Linked DNA regions of Sus scrofa: region 2 is linked to region 1. The links are chromatin contacts, called in public Hi-C maps. All regions are on one chromosome and are shown on one strand. The core of a region is the stretch at or near the end of the contact, and the rest is flanking DNA. Distances in the headings are between cores, read along the strand shown.

The links. A called contact is a pair of places that touch in the nucleus more often than the background predicts.
Region 2: a contact with region 1 is called in a Hi-C map of embryonic fibroblasts, with 2.9 times the contacts expected there. The contact joins the promoter of FAM180A here to the promoter of MTPN in region 1. A contact is called at or near these places in 4 of 5 promoter capture datasets (fetal liver, fetal skeletal muscle and liver), 1 of 47 Hi-C or Micro-C datasets (embryonic fibroblasts) and 1 of 2 datasets of contacts at active chromatin or transcription factors (skeletal muscle).

The regions. Positions count from the first base shown.
Region 1 is chr18:13,324,946-13,332,129 of Sscrofa11.1, forward strand. MTPN (myotrophin) reads left to right here and starts at 5,319. Exons shown (of 4, transcript NM_001256778.1): 1 at 5,319-5,458. The coding sequence starts at 5,387.
Region 2 is chr18:13,569,291-13,576,324 of Sscrofa11.1, forward strand. It overlaps FAM180A (protein FAM180A), which reads left to right and starts at 4,734. Exons shown (of 3, transcript XM_003484013.4): 1 at 4,734-6,541. The coding sequence starts at 6,466.

The sequences.
Region 1 (7,184 bases), core at 4,069-6,568:
ACAAGATGAATTCGTTCTGAGGAATGTGATGTACAGCATAGTGATTATATTTAACGAATACCGTATTGTACACCTGAAAGATGCTGAAAGAGTAAAGCTTCAAAGTTCTCACCAAAAAAAGAAAAAAGGTAACTACGAGGTGATGATCTGTGAACTAACAGTCCTTGCTGAGGTAACAGTTTAGCAATATGTGCATATAGCACATCGTCACGTTGTACACCTTGCACTGACACAGTGTTAGATGTCAATCACACCACAGTAAAGCTGGGAAAAAAAGCAAATAAAAACTTGCCTGGGGAGTTCCCCTAATGGCACAGCGGTTAACGAATCCGACTAGGAACCATGAGGTTGCGGGTTCGATCCCTGGCCAAGCTCAGTGGATTAAGGATCCAGCGTTGCCGTGAGCTGTGGTGTAGATCACAGATGCGGCTTGGATCCCGCATTGCTGTGGTTCTGGCGTAGGCCAGTGGCTATGGCTCCGATTCGACCCACATGCCTCAGGAGTTGCCCTAGAAAAGGCAAAAAGTCAAAAAACAAAACAAAACAAAAAACAAAAAACCAAAAAAACTTGCCCGCTCTGCAACACAAGAAATAGTTACCAAAACATGTCACCAGCTTTTCATTTTCCAGGCTCTTCCGCTAGAGCTACAAGCTTACAGGGTACATGATCTGCCTTCCAGGCAGCCCCATGCGATCACGATCACGGGAGATTGTTTTGCTGAACGTTTCACTCCTGTGAATATGAATCACCGTCCACATGGCTTCTGATATCATTTCGTTTGTTGTGTACTACCTGGCCCCTAAACCAACGCCGTCTATTTAAGGGAGCTCACTTCTGACAATAATGTCTGTGTCAGTCGAGATTGTGCAAGATTGCTCAGTGTTCCTGCAATAATCAACACAATCTCAGTGGCTGGAAACAACAAACGATTAATTATTATTTTACTATCTAGCCATAATGGCTTGGCAGGGGAGTTCTGCTCACTGCAGTCACACAGGACCCCAGACTGACTGCAGCCACTGTTTTGAATGTTGCTCTTTGCTCTGGGACAGGGAATAAAGAACTCCGGAGGGTCTTGCGTTGGCAAGCCTGGAAGTGACTCATATTACTTCTGCTCATAACTAATAGGCCAAAATTAGTTACATGACATTATCCAACCACAAGGAAGCCAGGAAGAGCAATTCTCTCTTGTACCTAGGATGGCAGACAAAAGGAAATACTTGTTGAATAGGTAAGTTAAAAAAAAATAATGGTTAAAAAATGAAAATATTTGTGATAAATGAACTGAAAGAGGTTAAAAAAAAAAGTGGGCTATATGGTAGCTATGACTGAGCGACCTATTTAAAGTGGATGGTTGGGGAGGCCTCTCTGAGGAGGTAACATCTGCACTGAGACCTCAGGAGTGAGCACAAATTAAAAGAACATTCCATGAAGCAACAAGCATAATCCCCTAGGGAGGATTAAGCTTAGTTTTCTCTGAAACTGACAGAAGATGACGTGTATGAGAAATAAAGAAGTAACGGGTTGGGAGGGGAGTGTCATGAAAGGGAGAGACCCTCAGGCTCAGAATAGAGAGGGCCCTGAGGAGAAAACAGAATTTTATCCCAAATGCAGTAGAAAGCTATCGAAAGGTCTTAAGATGGAGTTCCTGTAGTGGCTCAGTGGTTAACGGATCTGACGAGCATCCATGAGGATGCAGGTTCAATCCTTGGCCTTGCTCAGGGGGTTAAGGATCTGGCGTTGCCAGGAGCTGTGGTGTAGGTTGCAGATGCGGCTTGGATCCTAGGTTGCTGTGGCTCCTATTTGACCCCAAGCCTGGGAATCTCCATGTCCCAAAGGAGTGCCCCCCCACACACAAAAAGTCTTAAGAAATGCATATTTGGGGATTTCCCATTGTGGCTCAATAGAAACAAATCCAAATAGTACACATGAGGATGCGGGTTCGATCCCTGGCCTTACTCAGTGGGTTAAGGATCAGGCATTGCCGTGTGCTGTGGTATAGGTCGGAGATGTAGCTTGGATCTAGAGTTGCTGTGGCTGTGGTATAGGCTGGCAGCTGCAGCTCCCATTTGACCCCTAGCCTGGGAACTTCCATATGCAGCAGGTGCCGCCCTAAAAAGCCAAAACAAAACAAAACAAAACAAAACAAAAAAACCCATGTTTGATTTATGTTTAAAAAGGTAACTGGAGTTCCTGTCGTGGTGCAGTGGTTAGCGAATCCGACTACGAACCATGAGGTTGCGGGTTCGATCCCTGCCCTTGCTCAGTGGTTTAAGGATCAGACATTGCCATGAGCTCTGGTGTAGATCGCAGACTCGGCTTGGATCCCGCGTTGCTGTGGCTCTGGCGTAGGCTGGCCGCAAAAGCTCCAATTCGACCCCTGGCCTGGGAATCTCCATATGCCATGGGAGCGGCCCAAGAAATGGCAAAAAGACAAAAAAATAAAATAAATAAATAAATAAAAAGGTAACTGTCTATGTGGGGGATTACTTGGAAAAGGGTAAGTGTGAAAAGGGGGCGGCTAGCTGAAAGGCTGTTGTAGCAGGGCAGAAATGACAGAGCTGGGAAGGGTCTTAGGGGAGTCAGCAGGGAAGATGACAGGAAGTGAACAATTTAATATATATTTTGAAGGACTTACTGACTGATCGAATAAGAGGTTGGGAGCTGTAGGAGTTATTTATGACTCCCATTGTCAAAGACGAACAAAGCAGGACACTAGTTAAAGTGGTAAGGAGAGAATTTCAGCAGTAATAACTACAGCTATAGGGAAAAAAAGGTCCAGTGTGAACTGAACTTCCATTTGTGCAGAGATGAATAGGTGTTTGAAACGGAGAATGAGGGAGTGGAGTGGAGTAGGGGCTTAGTGTCAGGGAAGTAAAAAATTACAGCAGACTAGTCCATATAAATGCAATTAGGCCAGCTGTGTCTGCTAGTGGCAATCATCGAAGTCAGGATTCCACCCTCCTACAGAGACCGAGAGAGGGAGGGCCTGTCCTCAGGTGCTGACTGGACCAAACAGGAGCCTTGGCAGCCCTGACTTTTCTCCTGCAAGCACGTTAAGGTGGCCTGGGGTCATTTTAGGCTGTGGCCTTAAACTGTTAGGAACTGTGTTCGTGTTGTTCAAGTCTTACTAGATGAAGGTTGAGGGAGGCCTAGTTAAAAGAAAGCTAAACATTTTCTCAAAATTTAAAAAAAAAAGGAGTTCCTGTTGCGGTGCAGTGGAAACAAATCTGACTATTAACCATGAGGTTGCAGGTTCGATCTTTGACCTCCATCGGTGGGGTAAGGATCCAGCATTGCCATGCACTGTGGTGGAGGTGGAAGATGCGGCTCAGATCCTGCATTGCTGTGGCTGTGGTGTAGGCTGGCAGCTGCAGCTCCTATTAGACCCCTAGCCTGGGAACCTTCGTATGCTGCAGATGTGGCCCTAAAAAGGAAATAATAATAATAATAATAATAATAATAATAATAATAATAATAACAGGAGCCTGGTTAGAGTTTGTTCAAGGAGAGAATCTTTGTTACCATGTTTCTGGTTTTAGGGACAGGGTGGGTGGTGATGTCATCCACAGAGAAGGCGTGGTCTAGGGGACAACTAGGTTTAGTATCCAGAGGAGACCAAATTCTATTTTGGACATGTTAAATGTGAGACATTCAAATGGGTAAGAAGTTAAATATAAGAATGGGTCACATAAGAGAAGTCTGGGCTAGAGATATAAATCCAGAGCTGTCACCAGGATGTAACTCAAAGATCACATAGGTGAGTCAGAAAAGAGATAGGAACTCCAAGATTTACCCAAGAAATTCTTCCTTGGGACTTGTTTCTTGGGATGTATCGTCTTTAGGTATGTAGAGTCGTGTTTCTAGTTGTCAGAAAGTAAAATTAACAGGATAACAATCAAGGTAGTATTAAATATTTGGCAGTTCTTTTGATTTGAATCCTATCTTTATTTGCTCTTTCTAAATCGTAGCTATATAGATGTATGTATATATATGCATACATTGAACACTATTGTCATATCCATTTAACATAGATGGAAGACTGAACAGAGAAGGGTTAAGTAATTTGCCCGAGGTGACAGAAAATTAATAAGGGCTCAGTCCTGTGTTCAAAGCTAAACATTCTGGTTCCAGCCCGTTTTCTGGTTCCTAGATGGCAAGCCTAGTAAAGTAGCTTGGTTTAATTGTTTAGTGGGTCATAAATAATAGACTATATAATATTATAGTTTCAGTAAGAGGTTTTATTGGCTCTCTCTATGTTCATGTATGGATCACCAGGGGTGAGGCACAATTCACCTGGTGGCTGTGCCCCAGGGTAAACTCAAGGAAGAGTAGAACTGGTTTCACTAGCACCGTCCTGAAGCTTCAAAGCATTAAAAACAAAGGAACACAAAACTTCAAAAACACAAATTGCACTGGTCCGTTAAGCTTGCTCTGCCCTATGGCAGCAAACTTAATTCCTAGTCCCTGAAGATCATTTGCTGATCCGGAAGAAAAGCAGTTTTTCCCTCAACAGAATATGATGCGCAGTCCTAACACACTGAAGTTACCTTGTTCTCAGGAGGACTGAAGCGTTCCTTGAGGGCAGGGACGGTTTTATGCCTTTTTTTTTTTTTTTTTAAACTGTATCCTTTATGCCTAGCAGAGTCTGACATGAAGTGGGGGAAGGATCCCAAGGGATCCTTGATATTGGAGGAAAAGAGGGAAGGAGCAGGAAGGGACGGACGGAGAAAGAAGAAAAGGAGGGACGGAGGGGAAGAAAACCGAAGGGAAGGAATTCAAATCAAACATTCCTACGGGACGGGACGCTTTAGAAGGTGAACAAGATGCCCTCCAAGGTTGTGGGTTTGTTTGTTTTTTTTTAAGTTCTTCCCGTTTATGATGCCCAGAAACGTCCCCGTCCGGTCTGCAATGCCTTAACTCTCCCTCTGCTTGCTCTCTGACCCGCTCCTCCGGCCCCCAAGCCCCCGCACACTTCTCGCGGACCGCATTCATCCGCCGGCCCCGACAGCGCGCCTGCGCATCCCGAGCCCTCGGCCGCCGGCCGCCGGGGCGGGGTCGGGAGCCGGCGCTCTGCCGAGGGGAAGAGGAAGAGGAAGTGGGGGGAGGGTCCTAGCTGGGAGTGAACCGGAAGTGCAAACGCTCCGGCTTCTCCTCGGTCAGGCGGAACCTGCTCTGCTGGGCCCGGTGGCCGCAAAAAAACTTTCTTTCTCCCGCCCCAACGGTCACAGCGGCCAACTGCCTCGCCCGCCTGGCGGCCTACCCCGCCTTCTCTCCTCTCCAGCTCCGCGCGGCCCTGTCTCCCTCTGGCCCCGCGGTATCCGCTTGCTGTTGCCACCGCCTCCTCGTCTTCTGCCCGTGCAACCGGCCCGCCCCGCTGCAGTGATGTGCGACAAGGAGTTCATGTGGGCCCTGAAAAACGGGGACCTGGATGAGGTGAAAGACTACGTGGCCAAGGTAAGCAGGCATGAGTGCAGTCGGCGAGAGCACGGAGGCGGGATGGAGAGGAGGCTGAGGAAGCTGCGGGGAGCTGGGGCGGCCGGGGGTGGGGGAGACCTGGGTGGAGGTGACACCAAAGGGAGGGGAGGCAGGGACCGTCTAAACTGAAAGAAGGGTCCACAAACCACGGTCGCGTTCTGTGCCAGGTAACTGCCGTGGGGATGCAGCCGGGCTCTTCTTGCCTCGCTGACCCCTTGGGGGAGGGGAGAAGGGGTGACCCGCTCTTTCAGAGTCACTTGGAAGCCCTGATGATTTGGGTTCGGCCCTCTCCTACGCCTGAGTTACTTAAAATCTTTCTTTGGATGAGGTAATTCTCCATCTTGGACTCGCCGACTGCTGAATGAAGTAACTTAGGTGATGAGGATCAGAGGAACATTTTCTTTGACTTTGGGCCTGTTATGAATATAAAGTAGTCACGGACCGTGAAAAAGAGTACCGAAAATAGCAGTAGTTAAAATTCTGAAACTTGGTCTCACTTCACTGTGAAGTCTTAACTTTGGGTGTGGCCCTTTTCCTCTCCCTCCCTACAACAAATAACTTACTTGCTTCAAGTAGCAAGGTTGTCAGTTAGCACCTGGGAGTGTTTAAGATATCTTGAGTCGTTTTCAAACAAGCATATTAACTGAGTTACTCCATCTTCCTCCTCGATTCCACCTGAAATGCTTACACGCGTAGTAAATAGCAAGGCAGTTTATTCACAGAGTATTGAGGGGTAAAATCATGATGAAAGGGAATCTCAAACCTAAGCTCAAATGTGATGGAGTGGTAAGCTTAAAACTCCAAGCTGGCCTGCTTTTGGACCCTGAAACTGTGCCATTTGTAATTATGAGAGAACTTACATGTGATTTTAAAACGATGATGATCTAAAAAGAAATCTTCCAAAACAAAGGTATGACTTTATGACTTAAGTATGGAGCACATCTTGCATCCAAAAAAGTATAGCTTTCTGACTTGATCATGGAGGGCATCTTGCTCACTTTCTGAAAGTGTGAGGACCTGATCCAGATTTTAAAAGATATGATCACTGGTATGGCTCTGTGTTTTTGCTTCAGAGATCTGTGTTAGGAAGCAAGTAAGCAGAAGCAGAGTTTCTTAAAACTTAAAGGATTGTGCAAGGCAAGCTACAGATAGTTTCTATTCTGTTTAATACAATTACAGTTTAGACTTTTTGCATACAGGTTATCTGCTTAGTTATTTGTGACACACTGTTGACTGCCTTCTTAGCTAGTGGCATTCTGAAACCCAGACTCGCTGGATGTTTCAGTGTAACATGAAAGGAAAGAAGTTGACGAGGAACCCTTCAGTTCATGGTACGCTTCCAGTGGTGGGACACTGCAGTGCTCTGGAAGGGAGTAGGCTTTTGTTTTTCTGTTAATGGTGGAACCTAGGTTGTTAAATATTCTTGGATTACGAGAAGTTGGTAAGTACCATCCTAACTTGCAGCTACAAAATGACACAATTTCTGTAGTGTCTTCCTGTTACTGTTTTATACCATTCTTGGTGAAGTTAAGTCCTTTTATTAGTCCCATTTTACAGATAAGATTACTGAGATGCAGGGCACTTAAGAAAAGAAATCCAAAGTTACAGAGATAACACATGATAAAGCCAGAACTAAAGTGTTGACTCCAAAGCTTGGACTCCAAAACTGCTCACAGTCCAAACTGTAATTGTGAAAACTTATACT
Region 2 (7,034 bases), core at 3,484-5,983, 240 kb after region 1:
ACTGATAGCACTGCAGATGATTTAGTGACGCGTCCACTTGGCATCAGAGGCTCTGCCGGTACAGGTTGATCTTGACGGAATTTCTGCCAGGGGAGAGGGCGGGCCCCTCTTGTCCAATTGGCCCATCAGCTGGTGCGCCACCATTCCCGCCCCGTGTGACTGCTCTGGCTAGCAGAGCTGGCCACACCTGGCTGTTGGGGCCCCACGTCGACACAGGAGCTGAATCAACCCACTGTTCCCTATGCTCGGCACCCATTGCAGGACGGCCTGGCCTGCCTGACACATGCCTGCATGTCCACCTGAGTCATTTGTGTTGGCAACCCTTGAGGGCTGATGGCGTTCCGGCTTTGGAGGCTGGCACTTCCTAATTACAGCTGGGTTTCTGTTGCTGAACCAAATTACCTCACTGAGAGCCTTAAAATAGACTCCAGCCTAAAGGAGCTGGCTGCACCAAGAGGGAGGCTTCCCAAGACTCAGGGCCTGGGTGCCCAGCCAGAGGGCAGGGCTGGAGGTAGACTCAAAAACCCTGACTGTGAAAAACCTCAGACTCCCCCTCCTTCCTTCTGACCTATGGAAACAGAGCAGCGCCACAAAACCATCTGCTTCCAAACTAGACATGAGACTTAACTAGCAGTTCTGTCTCCATCACACTCCCACTCGTTCATTCATTCAGTCAACGTTTTACTCCCCTCCTGGATGGGATCGACTCTTGTCACCCTCTGGATCACTCTCCCCAGCCCCTCTGTTCCATGCCTGGGAGGCCGACTTCTACGGACCATGTCACCAGGCCCCCTTGCCCTCTGGCTGCCTGAAGGGTTAGGCTAATTAGTGGGAGCAGAAGATGGAAATCAGAAAGTGGGAGAAGTAAGAGGCCTGGGCATCTGTTCCCTGTTCTGTCCCTGCTCGGTCAGGGTTTGCAATAACTGCATTTGTCTACCTGGGCCACTGCTCCTGGTCGGTGGCCCCTCTGCTACACATTATCGCCAATGGTTTCCTCTCTTTGTCCTTTCAGGCCCAGGAGTGGTGTATAGATTTTCTAGGGCTGCCATAACAAAATCCCACAAACTGAGAGGCTGCACACAACAGAAAAGTATTGTCTAAAGGTTCTGAAGGCAAGGTCTTAGTGAGGCCAGAATCCCTCTGAAACACGTAGGGGAGACTTCCTTGCCTCTTTTGGTGGATTGTCTGGTGGTTACGACAATCTTTGGCGTTCCCCGGCTTACAGGTGCACCCTCCGACCTCTGCCGCCATCATCACACGGCTGCCTTCTCTCTGCGCCTCTGCGTCTCCTCTTCTCTTCTGAGGACACCAGTTGTGTTGGATGAGGACCATCCAAGTGACCTCAGCTTCCCTAGATGACATCTGCAAAGACCCTATTCCCAAGTAAGATCACAGTCACAGAAACTGGGGTTGGGACTTCAAACCGTCTTCTTGGAGGACATATTTCAATCTAGAACAAGTTTGGCTTGTCCCACCATGGCTCGTCCCTGGACTGCTCCCTTCATCCTTTCACTCCTCTATAAATGCTCCCTTCAACAGACTCTTTTCTATGCCTTTTCAGAAAGGGCCACCTGTTCCCTACCAGGACCTTGACCGAGACGCCTACGTCTCAGATGCCCTTGAGCACCAAGTGCCAGAAGCTACTGAGAATACAGTGGTGAGCAAACAATAGCACAGTCCCTGCCTTCAAAGGGCTTACAGTCTGCCACTTAATCAGCTGAAACAAAACATCACAAAATAACACTGCAACTGGAATGCAATATCAAAGAGAGGTCCATGGTACCATGAATATGCTTTATCAATGGAGTCACTGTGGTCGGGGAGGCAGGGAGGGCTCCCCAGGCAGAGGGACACTGGAGCCAGAATGTGGAGGATGAATGGAGTCAACCAGATAAAGAAGGGGTCTTAAGCACTCCCTGCCTTGGCTACGGAGGAGAAAGGGCCAGAAGAGGGAAACCAGTGTCTCTATTCGTCTCCAATGGCAGATCTGCCTTCATTCATTTCCCAATCCACCCACATGTGATGCTTCCCTCCAGGCAGAACTTACACGGCCCTTGGTCCTCACAGCAGCAGATCATAGCAGAGAACCCTATGCAGAAAAGAGCACCTGAATCACCCAGGGCCACCAGAGAAAAGCAGCAGTGCAGGGCATGGAGCAAGCGCCCCAGAAACTAGGGAACGGTGACGCCCAGAACACACCTCAACCTTAACACCCAACACTGAAATCTCAACATCCAGGAGGCAGCACCTCCCCTCCTGGGCTCCCCGTCTCACTGGGGACACTCCAGAACTTATCTGCTCCCTCTCTCACTCACTCAGTTCTCCCTCTCAGAAGTCATTGTATGTTTCTGTTTTTTTAGAGTTTGAGGGGAGTTTTGTTGTGTTTTTTTCTCTTTTTTTTTTTTTTTTTGTCTTTAAGGTCGCACCTGCAGCATAGGGAGGTTCCCAGGCTAGGGGTCGAATAGGAGCTGTAGCTGCTGGCCTACACCATAGCCACAGCAACGTGGGATCTGAGCCACGTCTGCGTCCTACGCTACAGCTCACGGCAATGCGGATCCTTAACCCACTGAGCGTGGCCAGAGATCAAACCCGCGTCTTCATGGATACTAGTCGGGTTCATTAACCACTGAGCCACGGGATGAGAACTCAGTGGTCAACGCGGAGCCACCACTCGCTCCCGCCCTGTCTCAGGTCTTCACCATCTCGCCCTAGAACTTTGCATTTGCTCCCTCCTTGACCGCCTGCTTCCCTGTCAAATTCACCCTCAATAGCACAGCCGCCAGAAGCAGCCACCTCCCTCCCCGGAGGGTGGCCCTCCCTGGCTCCTCCTTCCCAGGAGGGTACTGCCCAGGAGTGGCGCTAGAGGTGCTCCTTTCCCCGCCCTGCCTGCCCGCCAGCCTGCCTCCCGCTGCTCAGGCTTCATCAGCCAACGAGAACAAACCCCTTTTAGGTCCTCAGACACATCGAGTTCTCTCTCCTGCCTGTGCCAGTTTTCAGGTTGTCCCATCCCTCACCTTATCCTCTCCTGCAACCTAAGTAAATCCAACTCATGCCTAAAATCTTTTTTTTTAATGATTTTTATTTTTTCCATTATAGTTGGTTTAGGGTGCCATCAGTTTTCTACTGTGTAGCACAGTGACCCAGTCACACACACAAATACATTCTTTTTCTCACATTCTCCTCCATCGTGCCCCATCACAAGTGACTAGATAAAATTCCCAGTGCTATACAGCAGCATCTCATTGCTTATCCACTCCAAATGCAGTAGTTTGCATCTATTAACCCCGGACTCCCAGTCCATCCCACTCCCTCCCCCTCGGCAACCCCAAGTCTGTTCTCCAAGTCCATGAGTTTCTTTTCTGTGGAAAGGGTCATTTGTGCCAGATACTGGATTCCACAAAAATGATATCACGTGGTATTTTTTTCTCTTTCTGACTGACTTCTCTTAGTATGAGAGTCTCTAGTTCCATCCATGTTCATGCCTAAAATCTTTATTCAGGGGCCAACGCCTCCAAAGAGTCTTCCTGACACCCCTCCCCTCCTATTTCCTACCGAGGATCTTCCATCGTTAAATCTAACGCCCCGTGTTCCACATCTCTGTGGAGGTGTCTATTTCCGTGGTGAGAAAGAAGATTCTTTTTAGGGCAACACCCGCAGCATATGTCTATTTCCCAGGCTAGGGGTCGAATCAGAGCCGCAGCTGCCAGCCTGTGCCACAGCCGCAGCCATGCCAGATCCAAGCCACATCTGTGACCTACACTGCAGCTCACGGCAACGCCAGATCCTTAACCCACTGAGCCGGGCCAGGGATGGAACCCACATCCTCATGGACACCAGTCGGGTTTCTAACCTGCAGAGCCACAGGGAGAACCCCAGAATGAAGATTCTTGATGGCAGGGACCTGTCTTGTTAGGTTTGCTATACCTATTAGCCTGGCACAGAGGAGATGCTCAAAGAGCAGATGAATGAATGAATAAGTGACATTTAAACAAGGGTTGACTGCGCTACCTCTGTGCTGGAGTCACAACCCTCGAAGTGAACAGAATTTTCCTCTCCACCCCACCCCCACCTGTCACTGTGACAGGGTCCCCACCCAGCACTCTCTCTGCTGCATTATGCTTCCAATACCCAGAAGCTGCTTTATTGGCGTGTGGTTCATCTCAGCCCCAAGTAGGCAATCTATGCACGTGTCTGCCCTGTAGCAGCTGTGTGACCCTAGTTCTTTATCCTTTCTAAGCTTCAGTTTTCCATGTGTAAGATGGACTCTATTCCAGCATCCACTGAACAGAATGGCTGTGAAAATTGAATGAAATTAAATAGGTGCATGGTCAGAACTCAGTAAATGGTAGACATAACGAAAGATGGTGCCAACAAGAGACACACAGTGGGGATTCAGAGGTAAAATGCACTTGAAAACTGTTGCCCAAAGGAGAACCGCCCTCCCCCATAAAAAGCACTTTCCACATGATCAACAGCTCTGTAGCATTCCTCTGCTATAGGTTTACTGGGCTGTTACAAAAGGCAGGGCTTCCTTTCGCTTGCCAGTCTTAACCAGTAGGCATGGAACTGCAGAAAGAACAAGAAAAACATGAAGAGAGTAAAAAAAAAAAGAAAAAATCATGTGTTAGGCCAGGGTTTCCCAAGACTTCCACCAAGTTCCGGGAGAAACTGTATGTGTTCGCCTCCTGCTGCTCAGGTGAAGTGGCAGAAGACAGGGCCTGGCTTATCATCTCACAAAATGAAATGAGTTACAAACACACCCACCCCCAACCCAAATCCAAAAGCTAATCCTCATCCGAGTTGAGTAATTGGTAGGGGACTGTTTGATGATTTGTGTCTACAGATGAGAAAGTCCAGGACTAGCGGCCAAGACTGTGACTTCTGGTCATGGTTTCCCAGTGGCCAGGCCAGTCATGTCCATCTTCCTTCCCCAGCAACCTCCTCGCTCACAGGAATTCTCTTGGCAAAAGAACAGGGGTTACAGAAGCTTTCTCAGCTTCAGCATCAATCAACACATACTCTGTGGGCAGCTACAGAGCACCCAGCCCTGGGCTAGGTCCTCTGGGAAGCTTCACAAATTTAAAAAGGAAGAACACAGAAGAGAAAAGAAAACCATCAACAAAATGAAAAGGCGAGGTATGGAATGGGAGACCATATTTGCAAATCATATATATATGATAAGGGGATAATATCTACAATATATAAATAATCTATACAACTCAATGGCAAACAACCAAACAATCCAACTTAAACATGGGCAGAGGAACTGAACAGACATTTTTCTAAAGAAGACAAACAACGGTCAACAGATATTTGAAAAGGTGCTCCACCTCACTCATCGTCAGGAAATGCAAATCAAAAGCACAAACTATCACCTCACACCTGTTACCAATGGCTGTCATCAAAGAGACAAGTGATAACAAGTGTTGGTAAGGGGGTGGAAAAAATTGCCTTGAGCGCTGTTGGTCCATAGGAATATAAAATATTTTTTGTCTTTTTAGAGCCGCACCCACAGCATACGGAGGTTCCCAGGGTACGGGTCAAATCAGAGCTGCAGCTTCTGGCCTATGCACAGCCACAGCAACACTGGATCTGAGCCTCATCTGTGACCTACACCACAGCTCATGGCAACACCAGATCCTTAACCCACTGAGCAAGGCCAGGGATCGAACTTGCATCCTCTTGGATGCTAGTTAGATTCATTTCTGCTCCACGAATATAAACGGAAATTCCCATAATAGATATTGGTACAACCACTACAGAAAACAGTATGGCGGCTCCTCCAAAAATTAAGAATAGAACTACCATATGATCCAGCAATCCCACTTCTGAGAATATATCCAAAGAAAGGAAATCACCATCTCACAGAGAAATGAATCACTGTCACTTGTTTCAGAACAAGTGACACTCAGCCCTGACACCACAATGACGTTGCTGTCCCAAAGGCCACTCTGGGCTCTCAGCCCCGGCGTCAGCCCAGCAAGACTCTGGGCTCTTGCTGCAGCCCTCGCCTCTGGCGCTGGGGTGTGTGTGTGGACAGGGACAGCAGCCAGCTCTTTGCCGGGCTCTCTAACAAGCTCTGCGAGTCTGTTTGTTAAAGAAAAATTCCAGTGGGTGCATCCAACACATGGAACTCAAGTACAGAAATTATATTTATCCACCCCACTGCCAAGGAGATCACATGCCCGTGAGTCACTCCAGATGTGCTCAAAAACAGAGTCTCTCTGTGGAAGCTCAGGGCCCCAATCCCGGAGAGAGTAGCTTAACAGGTCCCACTCCTGCCCTCCCCAGGAGGCAGCCCCCTGCCTCCACCCCTCTAGGGCAGGAGAGGGCATCTCAGCACGTCCGGAAAGGGAAGGGCAGTAAGATCAATATTGTTGCACTGCGAGGACCAGTACAGGCATACCTGGGGCTCCTGGGGTCCCACTGGTTGGAAGACGACTTTGCACCTTTTCGGAGGAAAAGATGTGTTGGAAGACGCTGCTGCTTCTGCTGTTGTGTTATGATGCTCAGGCCACTCTGTCCCACAGGTGGAGCAGGGGTGAGTTGCTTTTGATTTATTTGATTGATGCTCCTTATTCTTTCCCCAATATGATTAGGAAATTTGGGGGAGGGGGGTAAAAGTGGAGGGGGCAGGAGGAAGTTAGAAACCCTGCTCCCTCCTTTTCTCTCCTTTCTGCCCATTGCTTTATGCTTCTCGACATGCTAAAGGGTAATGATACCAAAAAAATCAGAGCCGCTGAGGGAACTGGGTCAAGGTGGAGAAGGCAGAGAGCATCCCTTTCTGACAGGCCAGAGGAAGGTGTCCTAGCTTCACAGAAGTGGACAGACTCGGCCGAGTTCCCCCAGGCGGCTGCAGCTGGGAAGGGGGCGCAGAGAGCAGGTGCCCAGGACTGATGCTAACATGACAGGAGGAAGGTGCTGGCTGGCAAACAGCCTGCTACCTGGCTGGGGGTGCTGTCCACGTGGAGGTCTCCATGCTGCTGCCTGAGCAGGAGTGGACACATCTTTCCAGCTGCAGAGAGCCAGCCCGG